Linked DNA regions of Mus musculus: all the other regions are linked to region 1. Evidence: chromatin contacts called from public Hi-C, HiChIP or PLAC-seq and promoter capture Hi-C data. All regions are on one chromosome and are shown on one strand. The core of a region is the stretch at or near the end of the contact, and the rest is flanking DNA. Distances in the headings are between cores, read along the strand shown.

Evidence for each region. Promoter capture Hi-C pulls out the DNA fragments that hold promoters and counts their contacts. Hi-C and Micro-C count contacts between places; a contact is called where the count stands out from the background. HiChIP or PLAC-seq counts read pairs in DNA pulled down with a chosen protein or histone mark.
Region 2: a contact with region 1 is called in a Hi-C map of forebrain, with 5 times the contacts expected there. The contact joins the enhancer-like site here to the promoter of Mrps15 in region 1. A contact is called at or near these places in 3 of 39 promoter capture datasets (cranial neural crest, hippocampal neurons and stem cell-derived epiblast-like cells), 1 of 484 Hi-C or Micro-C datasets (forebrain) and 4 of 115 datasets of contacts at active chromatin or transcription factors (astrocytes, embryonic stem cells and large pre-B cells).
Region 3: a promoter capture Hi-C map of stem cell-derived epiblast-like cells shows a contact between it and region 1, with 3 times the contacts expected there. The contact joins the enhancer-like site here to the promoter of Mrps15 in region 1. A contact is called at or near these places in 3 of 39 promoter capture datasets (cranial neural crest, hippocampal neurons and stem cell-derived epiblast-like cells), 2 of 115 datasets of contacts at active chromatin or transcription factors (bone marrow-derived macrophages and stem cell-derived neural progenitor cells) and 1 of 9 other capture datasets (embryonic stem cells).
Region 4: a contact with region 1 is called in an H3K4me3 HiChIP or PLAC-seq map of bone marrow-derived macrophages, with 2.7 times the contacts expected there. The contact joins the promoter of AU040320 here to the promoter of Mrps15 in region 1. A contact is called at or near these places in 2 of 484 Hi-C or Micro-C datasets (CD4 T cells and CD8 T cells), 2 of 115 datasets of contacts at active chromatin or transcription factors (bone marrow-derived macrophages and memory CD8 T cells) and 1 of 9 other capture datasets (adipose tissue).
Region 5: an H3K4me3 HiChIP or PLAC-seq map of embryonic stem cells shows a contact between it and region 1, with 11 read pairs. The contact joins the promoter of Grik3 here to the promoter of Mrps15 in region 1. A contact is called at or near these places in 3 of 39 promoter capture datasets (cranial neural crest, embryonic stem cells and hippocampal neurons) and 4 of 115 datasets of contacts at active chromatin or transcription factors (astrocytes, embryonic forebrain, embryonic stem cells and 1 more).
Region 6: an H3K4me3 HiChIP or PLAC-seq map of neural tube shows a contact between it and region 1, with 5 times the contacts expected there. The contact joins the enhancer-like site here to the promoter of Mrps15 in region 1. A contact is called at or near these places in 3 of 39 promoter capture datasets (cranial neural crest, embryonic stem cells and hippocampal neurons) and 2 of 115 datasets of contacts at active chromatin or transcription factors (astrocytes and neural tube).

What each region holds. Positions count from the first base shown.
Region 1 is chr4:126,045,340-126,049,268 of GRCm38.p6, reverse strand. It overlaps Mrps15 (mitochondrial ribosomal protein S15), which reads right to left and starts at 2,341. Exons shown (of 8, transcript NM_025544.2): 1 at 2,070-2,341; 2 at 1,791-1,835; 3 at 556-634. The coding sequence starts at 2,199.
Region 2 is chr4:125,317,491-125,321,217 of GRCm38.p6, reverse strand. No RefSeq gene overlaps it. Among named protein-coding and RNA genes, the nearest start is that of Gm32696, 5.8 kb to the right of the region's middle. Within about 2 kb of position 1,692, at least 13 of the 459 cell types and tissues checked have an H3K27ac peak or open chromatin away from gene starts, as enhancers often do. A contact at or near this core is called in forebrain, where this site is marked.
Region 3 is chr4:125,412,463-125,416,214 of GRCm38.p6, reverse strand. No RefSeq gene overlaps it. Among named protein-coding and RNA genes, the nearest start is that of Gm40247, 33 kb to the right of the region's middle. Within about 2 kb of position 1,689, at least 34 of the 459 cell types and tissues checked have an H3K27ac peak or open chromatin away from gene starts, as enhancers often do.
Region 4 is chr4:126,752,062-126,756,019 of GRCm38.p6, reverse strand. It overlaps AU040320 (expressed sequence AU040320), which reads right to left and starts at 2,250. Exons shown (of 21, transcript NM_133886.2): 1 at 2,025-2,250. It overlaps Ncdn (neurochondrin), which reads left to right and starts at 2,591. Exons shown (of 7, transcript NM_011986.4): 1 at 2,591-3,049; 2 at 3,939-3,958. The coding sequence starts at 3,017.
Region 5 is chr4:125,488,292-125,492,130 of GRCm38.p6, reverse strand. It overlaps Grik3 (glutamate receptor, ionotropic, kainate 3), which reads right to left and starts at 1,435. Exons shown (of 16, transcript NM_001081097.3): 1 at 1,186-1,435. The coding sequence starts at 1,300.
Region 6 is chr4:125,299,116-125,302,864 of GRCm38.p6, reverse strand. It overlaps Gm46869 (a long non-coding RNA gene), which reads right to left. Exons shown (of 4, transcript XR_001784438.1): 4 at 1,321-2,403. Among named protein-coding and RNA genes, the nearest start is that of Gm46869, 10 kb to the right of the region's middle. Within about 2 kb of position 2,139, at least 48 of the 459 cell types and tissues checked have an H3K27ac peak or open chromatin away from gene starts, as enhancers often do. A contact at or near this core is called in neural tube, where this site is marked.

The DNA.
Region 1 (3,929 bases), core at 1,092-3,591:
CAAAGCATTTATACAAACAGGACACAATTTCTTCTCTTACAAAGCTTTTGTGAAGTCAAGAGAAGAGAGATTTCTTTTTTTTTTAATTTTATTTATTTTATGTATATAAGTACACTGTCACTGTCTTCAGACACTCCAGAAGAGGGCATCGGATCCCATTACAGATGTTTGTGAGCCACCATGTGGTTGCTGGGAATTGAACTCGGGACCTCTGGAAGAGCAGTCAGTGCTCTTAACTGCTGAGCCATCTCTCCAGCCTGAGAAGAGAGATTTCTACCAAGACCAGCAGAGCATGTTAGTTCTTTGGCCTCTGTTAGTGTGAGGTCTTCACTCAGAGTACCAGAAACAAAAGGCGAGCTGAGCTCTGTGAGCAGCGGGTGCCCAGCTGGCCACCTGAGCCCATCAGACCTGCGGCCCTCATCAGTGCTCACATCCAGGGCTCCACAGAATCCAGTTTCAAGTACAACAGGCCAAGTCTTTAGGTCACCCCTTTTCTACTCCCTGTCTATCCTCCCAGGAACGCCTGTACCCACAAGCACGTTGCTTTCCACTTACTTCTCTATGTTGGGGATGATGTCCTTGTATTCTTTGATGAACGCAGAGGAGGGTGGTTCATCGTCCTGCTTGGGTTGGACTGTCAAATACAGGATAGAAAATACTCAGCGTGAACTCCCATCCTCCCAGGCTCCATCCCTCTCACTCACTCCCCGAATCTGTGGCAAGTACCTAAGGGTTTAAGGGTCTCAAACTAGGTTAGCTCAGTTTCTCTTTTGCAAGCCTTGTGGGCACCTGCATGTTGCATGCTGCAAACAAGGGGCCTTTCTCAAGACATCCACTGTGCCTGCAACACAAACCGACTTGGCTCTACAGTTATCAGATTCCTCACTGGGATCGGTTCTCCCGTGGACAGGAGTGAGTTTGGCTTCTCTTTAACTCCTCGATTCCCCAGCCTAGTCCATAGTCTAGTCTAGAAGTAGCACTTTAACAAAGCTTGCTGGTTGACCACATGAATGAAGTACAGGGTGAGAGGAAGTGCTGCTAGCTTTAAGGGAATGTCAATAGCCAGTTCGCATCACTAAAAGCTCGGCTTCTGTGTGTGCATTCCTACTATGTCACTGGAAGTGAGGTTGAAGCCTGTAGTCCAACCCAGTCCAGCGCAACCAAGATAATCTATCCTCTCAAGCCAGACTCTGTCCTGCCACTATGCAAAGGACACTAGAAGCAATAAAGACTATGATATCACAGTTTATTGTGCACGGGGTTAAGGGTGCTTTTCATACCGCTGCCATGATTGAATCCTATTAACTGTGTTCCAATGGATCCTTTGACACTCATTTCAGCGCTGGTTCACAAAAAAAGCAAACTTGCCTCAAATAGTATGTGTTTGTTAGAGGGCCCTAAGGCATGCTAACTTAGGATGGGAAACTTCATCCTTCCTCTCAGAATAGCAGATAAAAAGTGTTACATTCCTAGAATTGTAACTCTTGCTAGTGTTGCCAGCCACACACTCATTGGGTCCAGCCAAGCTGGACTGGGTTGGACCTCGGGCTTCGACCTCACTCTCATCTGACACAGTAGGGATGCACACAACGAGGCGGAGCTTTTGGTGATCTGTATTGTCAAATGAGTGAGTGCTTTCACGCGAAAGCTCTTACTTCTACCTTCTCGTGCACCCCTAAACAATGAATGTGGGGGGGTCTTGGCCTGTCCCTTTGCGCGCCACCTCTGTTCCCTTGTCCACCCCAAGCCTTCCAGGCGGCCTCAAGTCTCAACAACCCAAGTCCTCGTACCTGGTTTCTGGACGGCGGCGTATGCTCGCGCGGCGCGCAGTAGACCTACGCAGAATAGAAAGGGCTGAGACTCTGCCATACACAGCCCCTCATGTCCCTTCTCCCACGAACTGTAGGCACCTGCACCTAACTACCGCCTCACTTCCCTATCTCCCTCCTCATCACCCCTTCCCTAGCCATCACCCTCTTTCTCATCCTGTCACTGCCTTTCTCGGGTCTCCGGGTGCCTGGTCTCCTCCATCTTCGCCCAGTCCCTTGGGACCCAGCTCGGCGGCTCACTCGGAGGCTGCAGGCCACAGCGCGCAGAGAGCAGACTGGCGCTACTTCCGCCCCTCAGCGCAGGGACTGGGGCCCGTGTCACCGCCTGGGCACGAACAGAGCTCAGCGCACGCCACGCGGCCCGCAGCATGTTGACTCCCGACTCGACGGGGGGCCCGCACCGCCACTGCCCGCTCCGCGGTGGATCCAGGTTACATGGGCGCAGCCATGACGGTTCGGGCTCGACCAATCGAGGTGAGAGCGCGACAAGAGCTGCCGAGGGCTGAGCGAATGGATCGGTTCCGGATTGTCAGGGAGCTGGGGCGGAGCCCAGGAATTTGGCCTGGTGGGCGGGCCTGTTTCTACGCTTACAGGCCCGGAGCACTGTGTGAACGCTATAATGTCACCTATTGACCTTGCATCCGGCCTAATCACTTTCTAAATTCCTTATGTTCCTGACCTGGTCCTCAGTTCTCAACCTGTTGGTCAAGACACATGGGGGGTGAAGGTTGTTGAGCGACCTATTCATAGGGGTCACACATCAGATATCTTGCATATCAGATATTTATATCACAATTCATAATAGTAGCAAAATTGCAGTTATGAACTAGCAACGGAAATAATTTTATTAGAGGTCTTCACAACATGAAGAACTGTATTAAAGTATCTCTGCATTAGGAAGGTTGAGAACCATTGCCTGGGGCTGGAGAAATGGCTCAGCGGTTAAGAGCACTGACTGCTCTTCCTAAGGTCCTGAGTTCAAATCCCAGCAACCACATGGTGGCTCATAACCACCTGTAATGGGATCTGATGCCCTGTTCTGGAGTGTCTGAAGACAGCTACAGTGTACTTACATATAACAATAAATAAATCTAAAAAAAAAAAAAGACTCACAACCATCTGTTCAGCTACAGTGTACTCATATACATAAAATAAAATAAATCTTTAATTAAAAAAAAAAAAGAGAACCATTGTCTTAGGTCCTAGTTATTTTAGGGCTTCTGTGGGACTCTCCTTACCTTCTCCAGAGGCTAATATTCTTTCTTGGCCCTCCTCCAGACACCGGGGCCCTGTAAGAACCCTCAGGTTCTAGCCTTCTTTCGTTGGCTTGTATCTCAGTGACTAAGGATAGAGTTTTTGGTAGGGTACTGAGCCATTACTATGAGACCCTGTGGGCAAAGTCTACCTTTATGGGCTGCAGTGTTCTCAAAACATCAAATGAGATTGGTAGCAATGTCTTTTACATTGTTCAGCCTATAGACCGAAGCAGCTGTATACAAAACACATGTTTAAATAGTCAGTATTCGGTACTCAGCTGTGGTAAAACTGAAATGAGGGATGCAAGGGCAAATATAAAGGAAAAGTAGTGGGGAGGGTAAAGAGAGGGGCAAGGAAAGAACACACCATCCCAAGCCTGAGATCAGGGCCGGGGAAAGTAGACCCAAGACAGGCAAGGCTTTTGTGGAAAGGTCTCCATTAGCACAGGGAATAATCCTGACAAATGTGGTTACATGAAACTCAAATGACATTAGGCAACTGAAGATGTGGTTTGGTTAGCAGAGTCCCTGCCTAGAATGCACAGTCCTGGGTTGGATTCCCAGTGGTACGTAAAAACTGGGTGTAGTGGCATATGCCTGTGACCCCAGGACTTTGGAATGGAAGGCAAGAGGATTAAAAGTTGTTCGAGGTCATCCTTGGTTGCATAGCTGGTTTGAGCCCAGACTGGGCTACATAAGACCCTGTCTCAAAAAGGGGAGGGGCAGGGGAGATGGTTCAGTTGGTAGAGTGCCCACTGTGTAAGCATAAACATCCAAGTTCAGATCCCAGCAGCTGCGTGTACAGTACAGGGGCTCGGGGAAGTTGAGTAGGTGATCCCTGGAG
Region 2 (3,727 bases), core at 443-2,942, 730 kb after region 1:
GCTGAGGGAGCTGGGAGAAAAAAGGCTCCAGGCCAGGAAGAGGGACTGAGTGACAGCAGGAAGCCCACATTGAGTCATCAGACCGGTCTTCCCAATTGGACACATCTCTGAGAGTCAGAAGCCCCAGATGTAAAAACAAGGATAATAATCTCAGGGTGGGGGTTGAGGTGGAGAACAAAGGAGATAACAGATAAGACAGGGCGCACAGTGTTGGGTACAAAGAAAGTACTTAAATACATTTGCTTGTCTCTTCCATCTCTGACTTCTCCACATACTCCTTCTTAGCCTCCTCACTGTCACCCAAGACTGCTGGCTCCCTTGGGGATGGCCATAACTTATACACTTGGTAGGACAGTGTGGTGTAATAATTTCTTCAGAGATACAACCTTCCATCTTGGAAGCTTAAGGTCTGGGCTAAGGTGGGCATCAAGATGGCATAGTGCCCATCTATCTGCCTATCTACTCATCCACCACTATCTACCCATTCACCTACCTACCTCTTTATCTATCCATTCAAGTATGTATGCATCCATCTGTGCATCTGTCTATCCATATATACGCCCAACCACTATCCTTCCATGCATCTACTCATCCATTTATTCATTCATGTATCCATCAATCATTCATCTATCATCTATCAAACCTTGGACTGGATTTAGATCCAGTTGTAAGGTCCCCAATGTGGATGCTAGGAACTGTACCTGGATCCTCTACAAAGATCAACAAGTGCTCTTAATCACTAAGCCATCTCTCCAGCCTAAAATAGTATTTCTTTGTCAATGATTCATAATGTCTTTTTGCATAATAAAGATGTTCAAAAATGTACAGTGAATGCATTAATGAGAAAGCATGGATGGATGGATGGATGGATGGATGAATGAGTAGGTGAATAGGTGGATGGATGGATGGATGGATGGATGGATGCATGGATGGATGGATGGGTAGGTGAATAGGTGGATGGATGGATGGATGGATGGATGGATGGATGGATGGATGGATGGATGAGTAGGTGAATAGGTGGATGGATGGATGGATGGATGGATGGATGGATGGATGGATGAATAGGTGGATGGATGGATGGATGGATGGATGGATGGATGGATGGATGGATGGATGGATGGATGAGCAGTGAGCCTTCTTGGTACTCACTTAAGCCCAGACCTTAGACTGTCTCCCTTCCTGAGGCTGCACAGAACCTGGGCCATCATTCAAGTGAACAGTGACACAGCACAGCTCACCTGGGCTGGAGAGAAATCGCAGCCTCAGGAACTCAGAATGAGAATCTGGAGGTCCTTTGGGGCCAGAGACGCCACCCAGAGGAACCAGGCTCCATGAAAACCTGCAAGGAGCTTCCGTGAGAGAAAATGATTTAATTATCAGAGTGTCACCAAACAAATTGTACGCCTCATTTTTGGATACTTAATGCTTATGGTAATTAACATTACGGAAATTTTTCTTCTCTCTTCTGTTTATATTTAGTTTAGCCATTCACAATAGAGCTAAAATTATTTCAACTAATCTTAGGTGCTCCCTCGCCATTGCCCCTCCATGGCTTCTCCGTTGCTGCTCCCTAAATGCAATCTTTAACTTCAGAGACAGCCAAACACGGGACAAATTGGAATCAATGCTGCCTTTGTCTTCTCTAATAAGCGGCTGCCACGCAGAGAAATGTGGAACTGCTAATTGGCTGCTCTCAATGGGGAAGAGACAATAGTGGGGAGGATGCTGGGGATTAATTATAGGTTTGCCTTCTGCTGGCCCTGGCTTCTGCAGCTCCTGGCTTGCAATGCATCTAGGCCAGGCCTCACAACCCACCCACCTTTAGAAGCAAGGTATCACTCTCTCAGGACAGGAGTTCTCCTGGGCTTAGAAGCACAGCCTATACACACAAAGGTCAAGAGAAGGAATGGAGGAAGAGGAAGGGGGCCCAGGCACGGATGCTCTAGGATGGAAATAGTGTGCTCGCATGCTCAGGAAAGAAACCCTTGGAACACAAGGAGACTGAGGTTCTGATTAGGGCATGTTGGAAGGTAAGCCCAGCTCCTAAAAGGAGGTGCACACCCACTAAGGCAGCTAAGCAGGAGAACTCTGCTGGGCCTTGTGTGGGACTCAAACGTCACTTGATCCAACACTCACATTCTGAGATCTGCCGGAATAAGGCAATGGGCCAAGCTCAACATCCAAAGACAAGTAGTCCACCTCCCTGCCTGCCTTCCCCTGACCTTCATCGTAGGGAGCCAGGAGCGGCCTGATGAGTTACCTCCACAGTCATCAGGCTCAGCATCAGAGAGGGGAGGGAGTTCTGACTTAGATCTATTTGGTGGCAAAACCCATGGCTTGAGGCTGCACTCCACACTACTTAGTGGCCATATGCATCTCATGTGGAGGTGGAAAAGGATGTCAATGACTAACTGGTCTCTTTCTAGAGCTCTCTTAACACTTCCATCCCAAACACTTCCTCAGTCATCCCTGTGACCTGACCTTGGGGCTTAGGTGAGAAAAACAGAAAAACCTGACATTACCGCTTGCAGCTAATGTCCTTCGGTAAAGATAATTTTAGTGTCTTGAGATCGTAATACTCTTGGGAATGGCTTCTTTCCTCAGCGCTTCTGAGTACACACATCTACGTAGGATTGATTGATTCTTACAATTGTGCTATTAAAACCTAACTAGGCCGGTGTGAGTCACACATTCAAAAGGAGAGATGGCTCCAGCATGTGAGTGTGTTCACTTTTTTTTTTCAAGCTTCCTTTTGTGCTCAACTCGAGAGAAATATTCAAAATTCAAGTAATGAGGTATTCCTGGTGAGTCTCCCTCCCTGATGCCCAGGGTAAAAATAACATAAAATGCCAGCCCTTTCTCTGCTTCCAGTGTATGAGCAGGCTTGTTCTTCCCGTATGCTTACCTCTAGAATTTGAATACGGGTAAAATTTAGAGAAATTACCTCAATTCCTCGGTACATTTGCAGATCGATTAAGACAGAGCCCAGCTTTTTAAGTCGTCCCCAGTTTGTGGGAACTGCAGCCCACAGCTGCCTGGCAAACAATGGCCAGCTGTCACTTTTAGAAGTAGGCTTGGCAGTGCTAGCTCACCTCAGCAGCTAGTGCCACCCGCTGGGCCCATCCTCCCAGGCAGCCTTACCAACCCTGCAGGGGCCAGGCCTCCTACGGGGCAGTAATGGTTCTGAAAAGCACTCACTGCCTTGGGAGCCAAGCAGATCTGCCTGGGCATCCCCGGTGCTGTCTCCTCCTGGTTAGGAGACACTGGGTGAATGGCCTCACCTTCTTTGCTTTGGTCCCAAGATGGAAATAGTAAGACAGAGTATGGCCCCTCCCTTCCTGCCTGGTACCCAGGGAGCTGCAGCCAGCAGGTATACCTTCTGTTATGTTTGTCCTTCAGAACCCTCCAAAACTGTCTGGGTCCCTCAAGAGGGGGGTTTGGAGAGCAGTTGCTCTGTCTGGCACCTCCTCTCCTTTCTGCCTTTGTCCCTATTTACTGCCCTGAGTAGCTGGCCTGCACGTGTAGCCTCAGAGCATCCCTGTCTCTGTTAGCTCTGTGGGATGTGACCGAGGGAGTCTCTCCAGCTGTGTGTCCCTCCATGGAAGGTTCTTCTCAGATGGTCCTCTGTTCATTATGGGCTGGGAACCCCACCCCCTTTCCTCATTTGAGTTGATAGCAGCTTAGCTATCACCAGTCCCAGTACACTACCTGCTGCAAGGTTCCTACC
Region 3 (3,752 bases), core at 440-2,939, 630 kb after region 1:
CAGGCTCGGTAAGAGTCACACTCCCTTCTGTCTTTTGGAATGAGAGAGTCTAGCTTTATTATCATGACACCTGGCAGGGAGAGTTTTGCATGTAACATGATTTCATTGCTACCCAGCCAGGACTCTCCAAAGCCAAAAGCCAGGCCTGAGCTGAGCACTGTGCATCCTGAAGTCACAGGCACTGTGGGCTGATAGGACAGTTCAGTTTGGGGTTGGAATTTTTTTTTTCAGTGTTCTAATCCTTCCAGCAGTTCTATGAGCAACTCCATCCTATAATAAATTATACCCTACTTAAGACAACTGGAATGGGTTTGCTCTGTGATGGACAGCTCCAAGTTTGGCCTTGAATTTCCTCCCTCTCTCTGACAGTGTGGTGCTGGGGCTAGCAGTATTAAGGCTGGTTAGAAAGACACTGAGTTAAACCCAGGCTGTATCATATCGTGCCTCTGAGTCCCAGGGACCGGGGCTGAAGGGGGCATCTCCACCCGCGTCTGGGATTGGGGTCTGGCCTCGGGTAACCCTCTGAAGCGTTAGCGAGTTCCTATATGCAAAGTGCACGGCACCAGGCAGAGCCAGTGCTGCGTGAGGACGGTGATTACAATGCTCACCGCTCCAACCCCGGCTTCTCACCAGCTGTGAAAAGTCAATTTAGGAGCAGACAAAAGAGCATTCAAGGCATAAGAAAGGGGACCTTGGCAGTCTTGAAGGTGAACCACACGAGATGAAATAAAACAGGAGTGAATGCAAGGTCTCAATCTTCAGTAAAGAGAATCTGAACAAAGATGGAGAGGCTGAGACACAGGGCTAGATTGTAATGTATATGAGACAGGCACGTGGGCTTTAGAGAGTTGATCAGCGTAGCACAGGTGTATGTATCAATGAGGGGCTAATACAGTCTGCAGCTGTATTAATAGAGACCAGGTGCAGGAAAGAGGGAGGCATAAGGATGGTTCTAATTTGTGTTGGTCAATTCACATCACCCACATTCAGCCCAATTCTAGGAAGCCTTACCATGATGGGGTATAGGCATAGCAGCTTGGCTCACAGGAGCAAACAAGATGGGATGATCAAGATGACAGCTAATAGCCATGGCTCTTTTTTACACACAGAAGCTGTTCCAAACCTATTCTTCATTCTGTGGCAAGTAGAGATGAGACAGACTGTGGAGGATCGGATTCAAGGACAAGCTGTGGAGGGTCACGAGTGTCCCTATAGTGGCTATGATGAGGTTGCACTCTAAGGCATTCACACCAGCACCAGCCTCTCCTATACTGTGGCAGACATCGCTACTTGATTACAGAGTTAATCCACCGAGGCCAAAATGCTCTCTTCAACAGACATAGTGATCAGTCTATAGGAACCCCATGAGCCAGTCTAGCTCCAGCTGGACAAGATGGGGACAGAGAAGCCATGAGTGAATAATAGTCAACCCACTCCCCCCCAAAAAAAGTCAAACTTTTTTCTAAATGAGCTGAGAGACCCAAGTGTGACCAGTGAGGCCTTCCAGAACCAGCCACGGCCCAGCCACCTTCTTTACCCAAAAGGTTCAGGAACCTATGAACCAGAATGGATCCAGTCTCCATGACAGAAAAAAAAAAAAAAAAAAAAGGCTAGTTGCTCCCCAGATCTCAAGGCAATTTGCTGTTCTTGAATAAAAGACTACATTTCCCAGGCTCCCTTGCAGTCAGATTGGGATCATGTGGCTGGGTTTAGGCCAATGGGCACTGAGTAGAATGGAAAACTATCCTTCCTAGGCCAGCTGTGAAAACCACTGGGGAGTGAGTATCCCTGGGCTTTCCTCTCCTTTCTCAGTGACTTAGGAGACATGAGTTAAGAATGGTGAAATCCCCAGACCAGAGGAGCCTGGATCTCTGAGTCACCAGTTGTGGGGAGAGCAACCTGCCCCCTCCCCAGCCTGTAGCAGACACTAGCTGGGGGTGCTGAGGAAACACACTATATAATCAGAGGCTAACCTGATCTGCACAGTGAGTTTAAGAACAGCTAGAGCTACATAGCTAGACCCTGTCTCAGAAAAAAAAAAATTAAGCTTTGTGATGTCGAGGGAGACAGATGTCTGGGCGCAGCAGACTCTCACCCAGCCTTGGAATCCCAGCCTTGGAATCCCAGACCTATAGGAGGCCCAGGAACTGCAGCCTCAGCAAGCTGTCTAGTGACTCCTATTCTCTCTAAGGCAACGTGACTCAGTGCGTGACCTCCATCCTTGGAGCTGATGTATCACTTAGAGTGAGAAATAGCCCTGCCAGGCGGAGTGGAGCTGGATCAGCTCGCTACATATCTCCAGCAGATGCAAGGATGCAAAATGCAAATGGTAAGAGTCTAAATTCCCATCCAAAGGTCCTTGGGGGCCTGAGACCTTCCTCAGAGAGTTCAAAGGTAGCATCTTAGAGTCTCTTCATAGCTGGATGGTAGTGACTCATGCCTTTAATCCCAGCACTCAGAGGCAGAGGCAGGTGGACCTCTGAGTTTGAGGCCAGCCTGGTCTATAGAGCTACTTCCAAGACAGCCAGGGCTACACAGAGGAACCCTGTCTGGGGACCAAAAAAAAAAAAAAAGCCTCTTTATGAGCTTTAGAGGGCACTTACCTCCGCAGATGTTAGTGGAAGCTTCTAGAAAATGTCTCATCCCTAGTTCTAAGTCTCTGCCTTCCCAGACACCTTTCCAGACAGGTACCAATTTAATGAATGGATCAGGTAGTGTTCCAGTAGCCACCGTTGGAGTGTCTAGAGTGTTCCTTAGTACCCAGCTTCCTCTTATCCTCTATCTCTAGTGTGGGGCTGGTGGTACACGCAGTGCTGGTTGACTCTCCCGTGCTCCACCTCTTCCTAGAATCCTGACCACCTGGGAGTCAGGGCACAGCTCAGGCACTTACTGAGTGGATAAGTCAGTGTTGACCATGCCAGCCTCTCTAACATTCAGTTTCTCCACTACTGGTGCTGACGGGGACAGGTGAGGAAGAAAGGGGGTCAGGTGCAGGCTGGGTCTCCAGGCAGAGTCCAGGCTGCTCATGGTGACCTCGAGACTCGCCTGTTTATCCTCAGGGACCCTACGTATCTCAGGGTCTCAGTGGAGAGAGTGTGAGAATGGTGCAGCTCAGGGCAGGAACACAAAGAGTTGTTTTTGCTTGGCCCCCAATAGGCCTGAGTTATCCTAGGTCCGTGCCTTGTCCTTGACCCCCACTGCCCTAGGTCTAGCCTGGTCTGGTCTGATGTCACTATGTTCTCTCAACACATCTGGAAACTGGATGACGCTATAAAGAGCAAGGCCATGCTGCCTGCACCTTGTGTACCCTGTGATTGTCCTGTAAACATGAACCTTCCAGAAACCATGGCCTTGAGCCCCTGGAGCTACAGTGGGAATGTTCACTACAGTATGACATTGACCCTGGATTCATAGCAGGGATCACACCACCCTGTTGAACTGCACAGCCCTGGAAATAAGTCTCCTGCAGTTACACAGAGAAAACAACCATACAAATCAAATATGGGGAGAGTTGTAAAATAAATGCCTGTTTTATTTACACACACACACACACCACAGACTTTATAGTTTTTAAAGAAAGCAGGTCAGTGACAAATCCAATTTTGGGACACACTGGAGCCTGGAGTGTGACTAGGGCTGACGTGGAGGGTTTCCATGCCTGGAGAATGTTCTAGTTCTTGGACCAGAGTGAGAATATTGGTGTTCGTTTTATTATCTTCATAAATATATGCCTTATATATTATGCATGTGCT
Region 4 (3,958 bases), core at 1,001-3,500, 710 kb before region 1:
TTGTGCTGGCAGTGGTGATGCATAACTCTAACCCCAGCACTGGGGAGGCAGAGACAGGCAGATCTCTGTGAGTTCAAGGCCCGCCTGGTCTACAGTTTCAGAACAGCTGGGGCTACAGAAAAACCCTGCCTCCAAACAAACACAATTAGAAATCTTCTGATGAAAGAAATGATAAATACGAAGCTGTCACCCACAGCTGGTAAATAGCACAGACTGGCAACCCTAACCCTCACTTCCAGCCAGCATACAAAAAGACCAGCATTGTCTGGAATGGATTTCAATGCCAATGCCAAGAAATGAAGAGGCAAACATAAAACTCCAAATTGAGGTAATGCCTTTCTCTGAGCCATAGGCACCGAATGGACTCTTATCTCTCTCACTCTCTTCTACCCTTTCCTAGTCTAGTTTTCCCGTAATTGTACATTAGGGCACATGGGTCAGAAAAGAGGTGTGTAGGCCACAAACACATTGAAAAGATCATGAGGTGTAGCCTAAGAAGCTATACTCGGAAACTTCGCTAGCCTCCCAGGATGGAGCTGAGAGAGTGTATGTGTGTGTGTTCGTGAGTGTGTTCTCGTTTCTGCCTACCACAAAAGGATTTAAAACTAAAGGTGACTCAACACCTGTCATCAATATCTTGGCACGTGGGTGGGAAAAGCAAAAAAGAAAGGAGAAGGCTTTGAAAACAGGAGTAATAAATACCATTGGACTAGCAAACTGGTTACAAGTGCATGGGAGAGGCAGAGCTAATCTCATTTGCACTCCTAGCCATTTACTCGGCTCAAACCTACAATTGCCTATGGGCACAAATCACTGCTAGGGTCCAGTTAAAGGCTTGCTGACCAGAGGCAGGAACGACAAAACACTGCTAAGACCCAAAATGTTTGTTATCAAATCAAAGGGTAGCAACCCAGGGAGAGAACACACACACCCCCACAATACTCGACAAATGAAAATCTAGAAAAGCTCCCGGTAGTTCTGGCATTTAGGGCGTTACAAGTACACCCGAAATAAAAGCACGCTGTTGCAGCAGCTGTTCAGATACAGCAGGGGGTAATGTTTACTTAATACTTCAGGTTGATGGGGAATGTATCATAGTTCAGTCTGTCAGCTACATACGTGGAACTCCATTTATATACACAGCGATAAGATATGTTTGAATAACGACAGAGCCGGTCTATTCAACGGGTGTGAGTAATCAAGAATAAAGCTTTAAGAAAGAAAGAAAGAAAGAAAGAAAGAAAAAAGTCCTAGATGTTTGAGAAAGTTACAGAACAGACTGCATGAATAGCTTTGCTTATATTTGCAAACACTGTTTTCCAAATAGCTGGAAAAATGAACAGATTGTTCTAGGAGGTCGTCTTTCCAATTTGTTCCTAGTTTCCAGTCTGTTAATCACAAGATAGCACAAGGAGAGTCAGCTAAGGAGCTTTAACAGCTTCTATTGTCAGTTGGGCACAACCACCGTGAGATGAGACCAGGCAAAGCATTCCTGGAACCCCGCCTGAGGTCTTCTACTTTGACTTCCTTCAGTTCGCTTTTTGTGCTCACTGCAGCCACCGCAGGACCCTCTAAGGGGCATAATTGTCAAAATTCTCAAGGAGGAAGGTTTTCGCCAACGAGCCCAGCCCCGCCCCCTTTATTCTGTATCAACTTTTTTTTTTCCCTTTTCTTTTCTTTTAATCTCGATGGGAAGATCATCAAACACCAGAGACAGCAACTCGGGACGAGGCTGCAGAGGTCGAGAGTATCATAAGGACCGCAGTGCCTCAGCCTGGTCTGCCCATATGTCAGGGAATAGAGGGAGCTGCCTGACCAGGCCTGAGTCCCAAAGCGGAGGGGTTCAGATTGGGACTCTGGCACCTGCAAGGCTAGAAGCAGCAGATTTGTCCTGTCCCAGCCAGGAGCGCCATCTCCGGGTCCCAACGCCGGACCAGCGTACCCGAGGCATCGCCCGTCCCGCCTCTGCCCCTCCCCTGAGCTCCTGGTCCTCGGCCTGGCAGTCAGCCGCCCCGGCCACCTACCGGGGCTCAGGGCCACATAGAGGGGTGCCGGCTCTCGGCGGCCTCCGCCTCCTCCCGATCCATGGGCTCGGGGACCCCCAACCTTCTCTCCCCTCACGCAGAGGAGGAAGAAGGAAGTGCTGGCTCCCCACCCGGACAGCTCCCTCTTGCCTCAGCCTCCCTGGACAGCGACCGCGGCCGGAAACGCCGCCTCCTTCCCACCTCCCGGGGCTCAACCCGGAAACATACTCTTCACGCTGAGCCAGTCCTCCTGCCCCCACCCTCCGGAAGCGCAATTCCAGCCGCGAGCCCAAAAGTGGGAGGAGGGGCGGCGCTGAGGGGAGAGCTACGCACAAGCGAGGACGTCCGGGCCCTCAGCCTTTGGCCGCGAGCCCTTGCGGGGCGGCCCGCACCTTTCCTCCTTAGCTCGAGCACTCAGGCCCCAGACTCGGGCAATTGCCCACAAGCAAGATGGCCGCACCGGAGGCGCCCCCCTACTGCTTAGCGCCCTGCTGTGCCATTGGTCAGAGTGCGGAGTGAGCCCAGCGCCGATTGGTCGAGAGCGATGCGGGGGTGGGGGTGGAGCTGTAGCAGCCTGGAGCCAAGAGTGGGCAACGCGGCGTGAGCAGCAGCCCCAGGCTCCCGGAGCATCGCGCCCGGAGAAAGACTTCGCCGCTCGGGGCCGCAGCCTGGTGAGCTCAGCCCCCTTCAAGCCCTCCCCTGCATCTCAGCCGGAGCCTCTCCGAACCGGCGCTGATCGATGCCGAGACTCCCCAGGGACCCTATCGCGACTCCATCGTGCCATATCTCGACATCACCGTACCCTGTCGAGACTCCATTTTGTCACAACCCCTTTCAGTATTTATCTATCTACCTATATATTTTTTTAAATTTGCCCTATCATATTTGGGGGCTGTCCCCTTCATGTCGTGATTTCGCTGTGATCTCTCCGTGACATCACCGCGCCATCGTGAAGTGTGATCTCATCGCTGCCCTGTCGTTCGACTTCATCAATGTCGTGTTGTGACCTGGCTGCGGCGGGACAGGTGGTGACCGCCAGGATCCCTTCTCCCCTTCTCATCTCTCCATCACTGCAGCCCCGCTTCGATTATCCGGCTTTTGGATTCTGTTATCCTGAGAGCCACCCGACCCCTCTTTCCTTCTCCAGCCAGTGCCGGCACCCACAGGCTGTTAGCGGGACGGACAGGGAGAGTACAGGGAGCACAAGGGGTTAATGTTGCTGCTGCTGCAGCAGCAGCTGCAGCTCCTGCTCTTGCAGCCTCTGCAGCCTCTGCAGCCTCTGCCCGAGGGAGGGAAAGAAGAGAAGGCAAGGAGGCTGCGGGGGCGATTAAGAGCCCTGGCTGGAGGGGTGGGTCCACAGGGGAGTCTTCAAAGCCTTCTCTGGAGAGCTTGCCTTCTCACTCCTGCTGAAGCCAGTCTACTTTCTCTGAAGAAGGGAGGGGAAAGGAACCCTAGAATGTCCTTTTCTTCCTTGTCGGCGTGAGTCCGGATAATCGAACTTGACCCGTGTCTGTCTGCATTCCTCCCTGTCTGTCCTCACCGCTCACTCCTCGTGTGCCTCCTGGAGAGAGATAAAACCCGGTGTCTGGTGCCAGGGGCTGCTGAGCAGTTGGGCCAGCTCCTTCCCACTTCTAGACTGGTGAGGAAAGCTGTCCAGCTGAGCAGCGGCATGCATGGTCCTCATATCCCACTTTTCTGGAGGTGACCTTGGACCAGGGTCCCTTCTTCATCCTAAAGAATTTGTAGGTCCAGCCTCTTAAAGGGGCTCCCCCAAGGGAGGTCAGTCATGAGGAAGCCACCCTTCCAAATCCACCCCCCCTCCCTCTGTGCTAATCCCTCCCTACATCCTCCACTTCCACCCCCGCCCCCGCCCCTCCTCTGCAGAGGGATGCTCAGTCCCTCTTGTGTTCACAGTTGGGCAAGGCGGGCATCAT
Region 5 (3,839 bases), core at 186-2,685, 560 kb after region 1:
GTTCCCGTTCTGAAGCTGAGTTCAAGTGGACGTGGCTCCGGGTAGAGTGAACGAGAGGACTGCCTCCTAGGAGAAACCTCAAGTACCCATAAACCAAGCCTGGCCCGAGTTTCCTGCATCCTCGTCGCACTGCCGGCCACATAAAGTCCGCTCTTGCAGAAGCAAAGGCAGCCCCTTGAAGAGAGTCCTGGAGGAGGAGGAGGAAGGTTGCCTTGTCTCGGTAGAGCTCGGTAGGCTGCGCACCAGATGTTGGTGTCTCGCGAGCCCGAGCTGCCCAGGTCTCCGGCCTGGTGCGGGCCGCCCACGGTAACGATGGCTCCTGGGTAGCCCAGCTTAGCTCAGCCCCGAGAAGTGAGTGGGCTAAAGACTCGCGTGGGCTCCCGCCCAGCCCTGAGCGCTGCCACGCAGGGTGCCTCCGGCGGCCACAACAAAGTTAAAGCCCAGAGTAAGAAATCTGCAGCGGTGAGAGAAGCCGAGAAGCCAGAGCCCCAAAAAGCCGCGCGCAGACTGCCAGCCGCCGCCAGCTGCGGAGGGATTTCGGCTAACTTTAAAAGCCACTCGCAACCCTCGTCCCCGGCTGCGCAGGGTTGCCTCCTGCGCTTCCTTTTCCCAGTCTCGGTTACTCCTCATCGAAAGAGGCCTGGGCCTGGGGGACCTGCTCTAGCGACAAGCAGGGGACTGACCCTCTCCTGCCCCGAGCCTCGGCCAACTAGGGGCAAGGAAATCCGCCATCCTAATCCGGCGAATCCATCCCCTGTACCCCTTGCTCCAGCGAGGTGCCCGTGGGGGGGAGAGAAGTTGGCGCCTTCCCCAGGGCTCCCACTCTGCGCAGAAGCCAGTCCCAGAACTAGGTCTGCGGCCATCCTTGCCAGCAGTCGCGGCGAAATTCCCCCGAGGCGCTGGCTTAGGGCTAGAACCTTCGCCACACTCCACCGCGTCGCCTACCCCGGAGCGTATCCAGGTTCCCTAGCCACCGCGGCCCGGTTGCCTCTTCCCCGTAAGGCCCCGCGACCCGGGCTTTGGAACTTTGTCCTCCCCCTCTAAGAGCTCCCAGCAGACACCCGAACCCTGCAGCCTAGAGGGAGGTTGGGACAATCTTTCGGATCACGTTCAGAGCACCACTATCCCCCAATTCCCGTCCCCACCCGAGCGCGCAGAGACCCCCGGCTCTAGGGGAGCCCTTACCGATCCGGATGACGTGGGGCATCCCGCGCGAGTCTGGGATCCAGAAGGCGCACACTAGGAACCCGGCCCAGTATTCCCAAACCAGACTCCGGAGGCGCCGCCAGGGAGCGGTCATCGTTGGGCGCCACGGAGCGTGCCCGGGGCGCGGCCGTGGCGGGCTCCCTGGGGCGGCAGCTCTAGGCGCGGGCGCGCAGCAGCCCCCGAGGCGCCGCCTGGCCCAGCCGCCCGGCTCCGGAGCGCCTCTGCGAGTGGGGGGCGCCCCGCGGCGCTGCGCACATCTTACTGGGGGGCCGCCCCGCCGGCGCCCGCCCCGCCTCGGCTGCCGCCCACGGGCCGCCCGCGAGCGAAGGCTCCTGGGCTCCGCCCGGGCTCCGCTCGGACTCGGCTGCGGCGTCTCCGGCTCGCGTCGGCTCGGCTCCCGCGCGGGCTTCCCACCTGCCCCGGCTGCCGGGCGGGCTTGCACGCGTCTCCGGCCGCTCCTCCTCCAGCCGCCGCTGATGCTATCGCCCGGGCTCGCACAAAGCCCCGGAGTGGAGTTGCACGCGCGCACACACTCCCTCCCAGCCCCCTCCCCCGCGCCCTGCCTCCCGCCTCCCGCGCCGCCCGCCGCCCGCGCTCCCTCCGCGTACTCCCCCGCGCACACACGCTTCCCACTCACACTCGCCCGGGTGCACACTTGCGCGCTCACACCTGCGCAGGGGGCGGGGAAAGGGACCCTGGACAGGATTTGGGAGGGGGGACACCCGGAGGATGGAGACTATCCTCCGCAGCTGAGGCGTCCCCATCTGCCCTGCCGCCCCCAGGGCAAGGCACTGAGCCGGGGAGCCAAGCGTAAAGCGGCGGAGCTGGCACCAGGAGCTGGGAGACGGCGGCAACCCAGCGGCCCGACCAGCTGGAAGAGACGCGCCCGCCGAGAGCCGCGAGACCCGGAGCCTGCCGTCTGCGGAGCCTCGCCTTTCAGCTCCCACGCGGCCGACGCTGGCTGGACGGCGGCGGCAGGAGACTGACCTGGAGCTGTTTTTCACTCTTGATCTCTAGCCCTTGGGAAAGCAGGGCTGGCCCAGGGCTTGGAGGTTTAGGGAGTGGGGTTGGGAGTAGAAATCAGAGAACCGTAGGAGCTGAACTAGGGAATGCGGAGCTTCAGAAACTAACCGTGAGGGAGACACCAGGCCAGACCCTCTGCGTGGAAGGTAGGACTTGACCACGCACCATCAGTAGGAGGACTACTGAGAAAATTCGCAAAAGCCTTCGTTTTCGAGGGCCGCTGGAGTTGGAGCCCGCTGGGTTCTCAGTCCTCTTCCGCAACTATGCGGGAGGAACTGGAGCCCCCTCCCGGATTCCTCCTGAGAAACAATACAGAGAAACTGTATTGTTCATGGGACAGAGTAGGATACACAGGGGGGGAAGCCGAAAGGGTTAAAAAGAAATGTTGTTTATTACCAATAATAAATTTTTTTTCAAGTGGCGCTGGGTGCTGAGGGAAGAGAAGGGCTGTGAAGCGAGGCAGGAGCAGGAGGCTGCGAATTACGCAGCTAGGCGAGTTTAATGACCTTTTTGACAGAGACAAAGCGGTACCGATACAGTAGATAAATAAACGGATCTGTCACCGGGCAGCGGCTAGGCTGTGTGCGAATTTATTTTTCTCATTTAAATAATTTGATCTATTCAATCATTTCCAATCTCTCCCATTTGCCAGCTGCCTGGTAAGAGCATGGCCCCCTACATCTGAAGAGCAAATCTTTAATTTTCCTACAAATAGATAATGCGTTGCGCTCCAAACAGGCCTGTTAATTTTGCCGTCTTTTCTTTCCCGCCCTATGTGGCGCAGGGCTTCCAGGCATTGTGTGGAGTTGTGAATAAGGCAGTGTAGCCAATTAGCAATTAGGAAGGGACTTCTTCCCATCTGAACTTGCACCAGTGGCCTTGGGAGCAAAGGGTTCCTGGGCTCTGCCCAATAAAAGAGAGGCGTGTGTACGAGTTCCGGGACATCCTAGGTGATCAGCTGTTATGCAGAGGTCTCTGAATAGGCCATGCTTGGGCCTTCCCTGGAGCCAGAATGGCTAGTTCCCCAATCGGGCCTCTGAATTTGCCCAAAGAAGCAAAGACACACAGATCGGCAGCGTCAGGATCCGCAGTTGCCCCCTCTCCATGGGATCTTACAGGATAGGCCCACAAGGACCTAGCAAGGAGGCATGCAGAAGAGGGGAGCAGAGGATCCATGGGACATAGTTGAGAGCCTCTTCACCGGAGACACACCCTGGCAGCGCATTGCCTGACCCTCAGATTCCACAGCTTGTTCGATTGGTTCCCGGAAGGGAAAGGACCTGGCTGTGTTTTTGAAGGAAGATAATCCTATGCCCTGACAGTGACAGGGAAAGAGCTGAGAAGAGAGCAGCTACCAGTGCCTAAGGCTGACTAACTCTAAAGGTGGCATGTGAGTGGACTGGGTACAGAGGACATGTGGCTTAGCAGGAAATGGAAGAAGCAGAAAGGTAGAGGTGTGGCTAGAGGGAAGAACACTTCTGAGGCCAGCTGGAGGAAGGAGCCCTGAAGGGTGGGGGCAGTCTCCCTAAAAGCTAGCTGAGGTGGTATCACAGTCGTACATGGATGAAGAAGATCTAAACTCCCCCAAAGGTGAGAGTATGGCTCTGTCC
Region 6 (3,749 bases), core at 890-3,389, 750 kb after region 1:
TGTCGAGCATCTTATTTATAGGAGCAGTCGCCCCAGAAATGTGAGGCCAGGCATTTAAAACGGCTTCTCCTAGGACAGTTTGTAAAATCTAGACTCAGCAGGGCTGTGGCTTCCGTCCTGTGCTTCTATGACTTTACAGGATGAAAGACAGGCCTGTGTGGAGACTGGGGGTTGGGGGGAATGGTGGGGAGGATGGATGGATGAGCATAGCCAGGACTCACCAGACATGCACTTCAACCCCACCTCTCTCCAGGGCAAGGCAGCAGTTTGAGCTCCTGTTCCTCCTCACTGGCTGTGTGATTCTCAATCATCATTCAACCTTCCTGAGCCTCAGTTTCTTCATCTTTAATCCAAGGTTCCTGCTTCACCTCACGGGATTCATTTTAACTTATAGACAGGGTCTCATGTATCCCAGGCTGGCCTCAGACTCATTATGTAAGCAGAGATAGCCCTGAACTCTTAATCCTCCTGCCTCCATCTCCTACCCAGTTATGTGCTGTTCTGGGGACCAGGGTTTCCTCTGTGCTAAGCAGGCACTCTACACTAGCCATATCCCCTAGCTCCTCAGGATTCTTGAGAGCATTGAGCAGATTTCACCAGTGAACACAGCAGCTAGCTAACCTTAAGGTGACTCATCAATAATTTGTTTTTGAGTTCCTTTTCCAAAAAAAAAAAAAAAAAAGACTTGCTGAGTCTGAGACTAACGTTGTTTCTCTGTCTATCTGTGTGGATGTTATCTATGACTGGGTCTTGCTCTGTAGCCCAGGCTACCCTTAAACTTCTGGTCCTCCTGCCTCAGGCTCCTGAGTGCTGGGGTTATAGGAATGTGCCACCCCACTTGACTTTATCTGGGATCCTCTCATTCCCACCCCCCACCCCCCGTGACTGTTTCTTTTCCAGTACAAAGTATATTTCGGGAGCTGATTTCCAGACATGCTCTCCTACCTTCTGAGCCCTGTCAGCTTTATTGCAATTTTGAGTTGTCTTAATGTTCTCAATAATCCTGTGAGGTGGCTGCCAGATCCACTTTACAGATGAAAAAAAAATCATGCTTTCATCTTTTCTGAGAACAGAAGAATCATATCGGTGGGAAGGAGTGGCCACAACAGACAAAAATCTTGCTGCACAAATAACATTAATCATATATCACATTAAGTTGCTGGTAATGTGATTTTCCTTCTACCTACTAAACAATTTTATGTAGTATGACCTATTCCTAATACTAATGATAACACTAGTATGTTTATATATTCTTTACTGAGTTAAAGAGCAGTCCTAAGAGTCTTGGGACTCAATAAATCCACACAGACACTCCACAGGTTAAGTACTGAGATAAATTCATTTTATTACAACTAGAAAAGCTTTGCCACAGAAAGGTTAGATAATTTGCCTAAGATCACACAGCAACTTGGGAATAACAATGGGATTTGAATACAGTGGTTCTAGATCCGGAGATCATGAAGTCAGCCACACAATTTGCTGCCTCTCCCATGAACAACTGAGAGATCTCCTAAGGAGGCTCCACAGTGTGTTTTATGACCAGAGAGGAGTCAAGACTGCCTATCATACACAATACTGAGCCCACCCCTTCTAGGTAGATTGACAGCACTCCCTACAGGAACACAGAGCAGGCAACCCTCCTGCTCTCTTTCCTGAACATTTCATTTTCCTGTCCTCTGTGGCATGACTCTCATAAAACTATTCATTTCTTAATTCTGATGGCAGAAAGGAATTTAATCAAGTTGCTTGAATATGACGGCAGCCTCCCGCTAAGCCAGCTGTCTCCCGAGGGTCGTTGGGGGAGACAACGCCCTGTTAATATTTAGCTCCAACAGCAAACATTATGGCTTTCAATTTAGAAGATTATGCTTCTGGTTAGTTATGTATCACAAGTGCGCGCGCGCACTCGCCGGGCGCCTCATCTCATCAGTGCGGGAGCATTTTGCCAGGGTGATAAAAAATGCCATTTTCTCCGCGAGCCCTTTCCACTCAGTGATCCTGAGAAGTAACATCGGGATCAAAATCATGTTCTGAAAAATAATTGATCTATTCAGCCGCTCGCGGGCCTGCATCCCAACTGCCCCAAAGAGCCATTTCCAGGCAGAGGCTGGGTGGAAGCTCTGACCCCAGCAGGATTGCTGTCCGCGGTGCTGAAGGGCGCTCTCTGCGGTGCTGTTGCGAGAGGAAAGGAGACCCAGGCCCGCGAGGTTCTGTCCGCCGTCCTGAATCTACAGAGGCCCGGATGCGAGCAGCTGGGTCTAGATCTGGGTCTTTGATACTTGCAGGTCTTCTATCAAGGATTCCCTATCCCTTCTTAGTTAAGTCAGATTTTCCAAGCGCCTCCTCTCATGCTCGCTTCATCCTGGAAAGCACATTGTTGGTCTCTTCCTCAAGTGGGTGGACCTAAGAAGACAAGATTTCAGAAATAGACCTCCAATCAATCTCTCTCTCTCTCCCCCACCCTCTCCATCCCACTCTCCTTACTCCCTCTCCCTCCTCTTTTGCCCTCACCCCCTCTCTCCTCATCTGCCTTTCTCTTGCCCCAGCAACATCCATCTCCCGCCAGCCCTTGCTCCCCACACACCTATCTTACATCTTACCTTCCTGACATTTTTACCTGACTTCTCCTTCCCGACCTCTATTCCTTCCTTCCTTCCCTCCTTCTTTCCTTCTCCTACCCTTGTCTAGCCCTTCCTGTCTCTCACATTCCTTCCTCCTGCTTCATCTGTGAATGTGAGTGTGTGTGTGTGTGTGTGTGTCTGTGTCTGTGTCTGTGTCTGTGTCTGTGTCTGTGTGTCTGTATCTGTGTGTGTAGGCCAGGGGTAGACCTGGTATTTCTTCCTCTATTTCCCTCACCTTGTTTTTTTGAGGCACCGTCTCTTCTCACTGGACCTGGTCCTCACCCATTGGCCAGACTAGCTGGCCAGTGAACCTGGGGATCTTCCTGTCTCCACTTCCTAGCACTGGAGTCACACACACATGCACGTGCACACGCATGCGCACGGTGCACGTACACCCCCCCCCCCCCACACACACACACACACACACACACACACTTGGTACCTGGCTCTATATGGGTACAGGCAATCCAAACTTAGGTCTCTCTGCTTACACAGCAAACATTTCACTCACTGAGCATTCTTCCAAACCTCCTTCCCTCCCCCCTCCCTCTCCCCCTTTACCTCCCCTCCTCCCCTCATTCTGACATCCTCCTTTGCTATCTCCCCTGCAGTATCCTCCCACCATCTCCATCTCTCCAGTACCCCTGCCTACCTCATTGCTCTCTGTCCTTCCTCCCCTTATGTTTCTCTTTCCCTTCTTCCTCTCCCACTATTTTCTCTATCTTCTCTATTTTCTTGTCTTTTCTCACAGGCTCCTTTCTTCTTCCTGATCTTTTTTTTCCTCCTCTTCACCTTTCTGGATCCTCATTCCTCCACCTTCTTCCATCACCCCACTTATTGAAATTTTAGAAATGAAACGATCTCCTCCCTTTCTCTCTCTCTCTCTCTCTCTCTCTCTCTCTCTCTCTCTCTCTCTCTCTCCCTTCCTCCCTCCTTTCCTCCCTTCCTCCCTCCCTCTCTCTCTCATCTAGCCATTTCTTGCTGGTCCCTGCCCTCTGTTCCCTCTCTTATAATCTCTCCCTCACCCTGCTTCCTTCCTCCTTTCTTCCAGCTGCCTCCCCTCCCCTCCCCTCCCCTCCCCTCCCCTCCCCTCCCCTCCCCTCCTCTCCTTTCCTCTCCTCTCCTCTC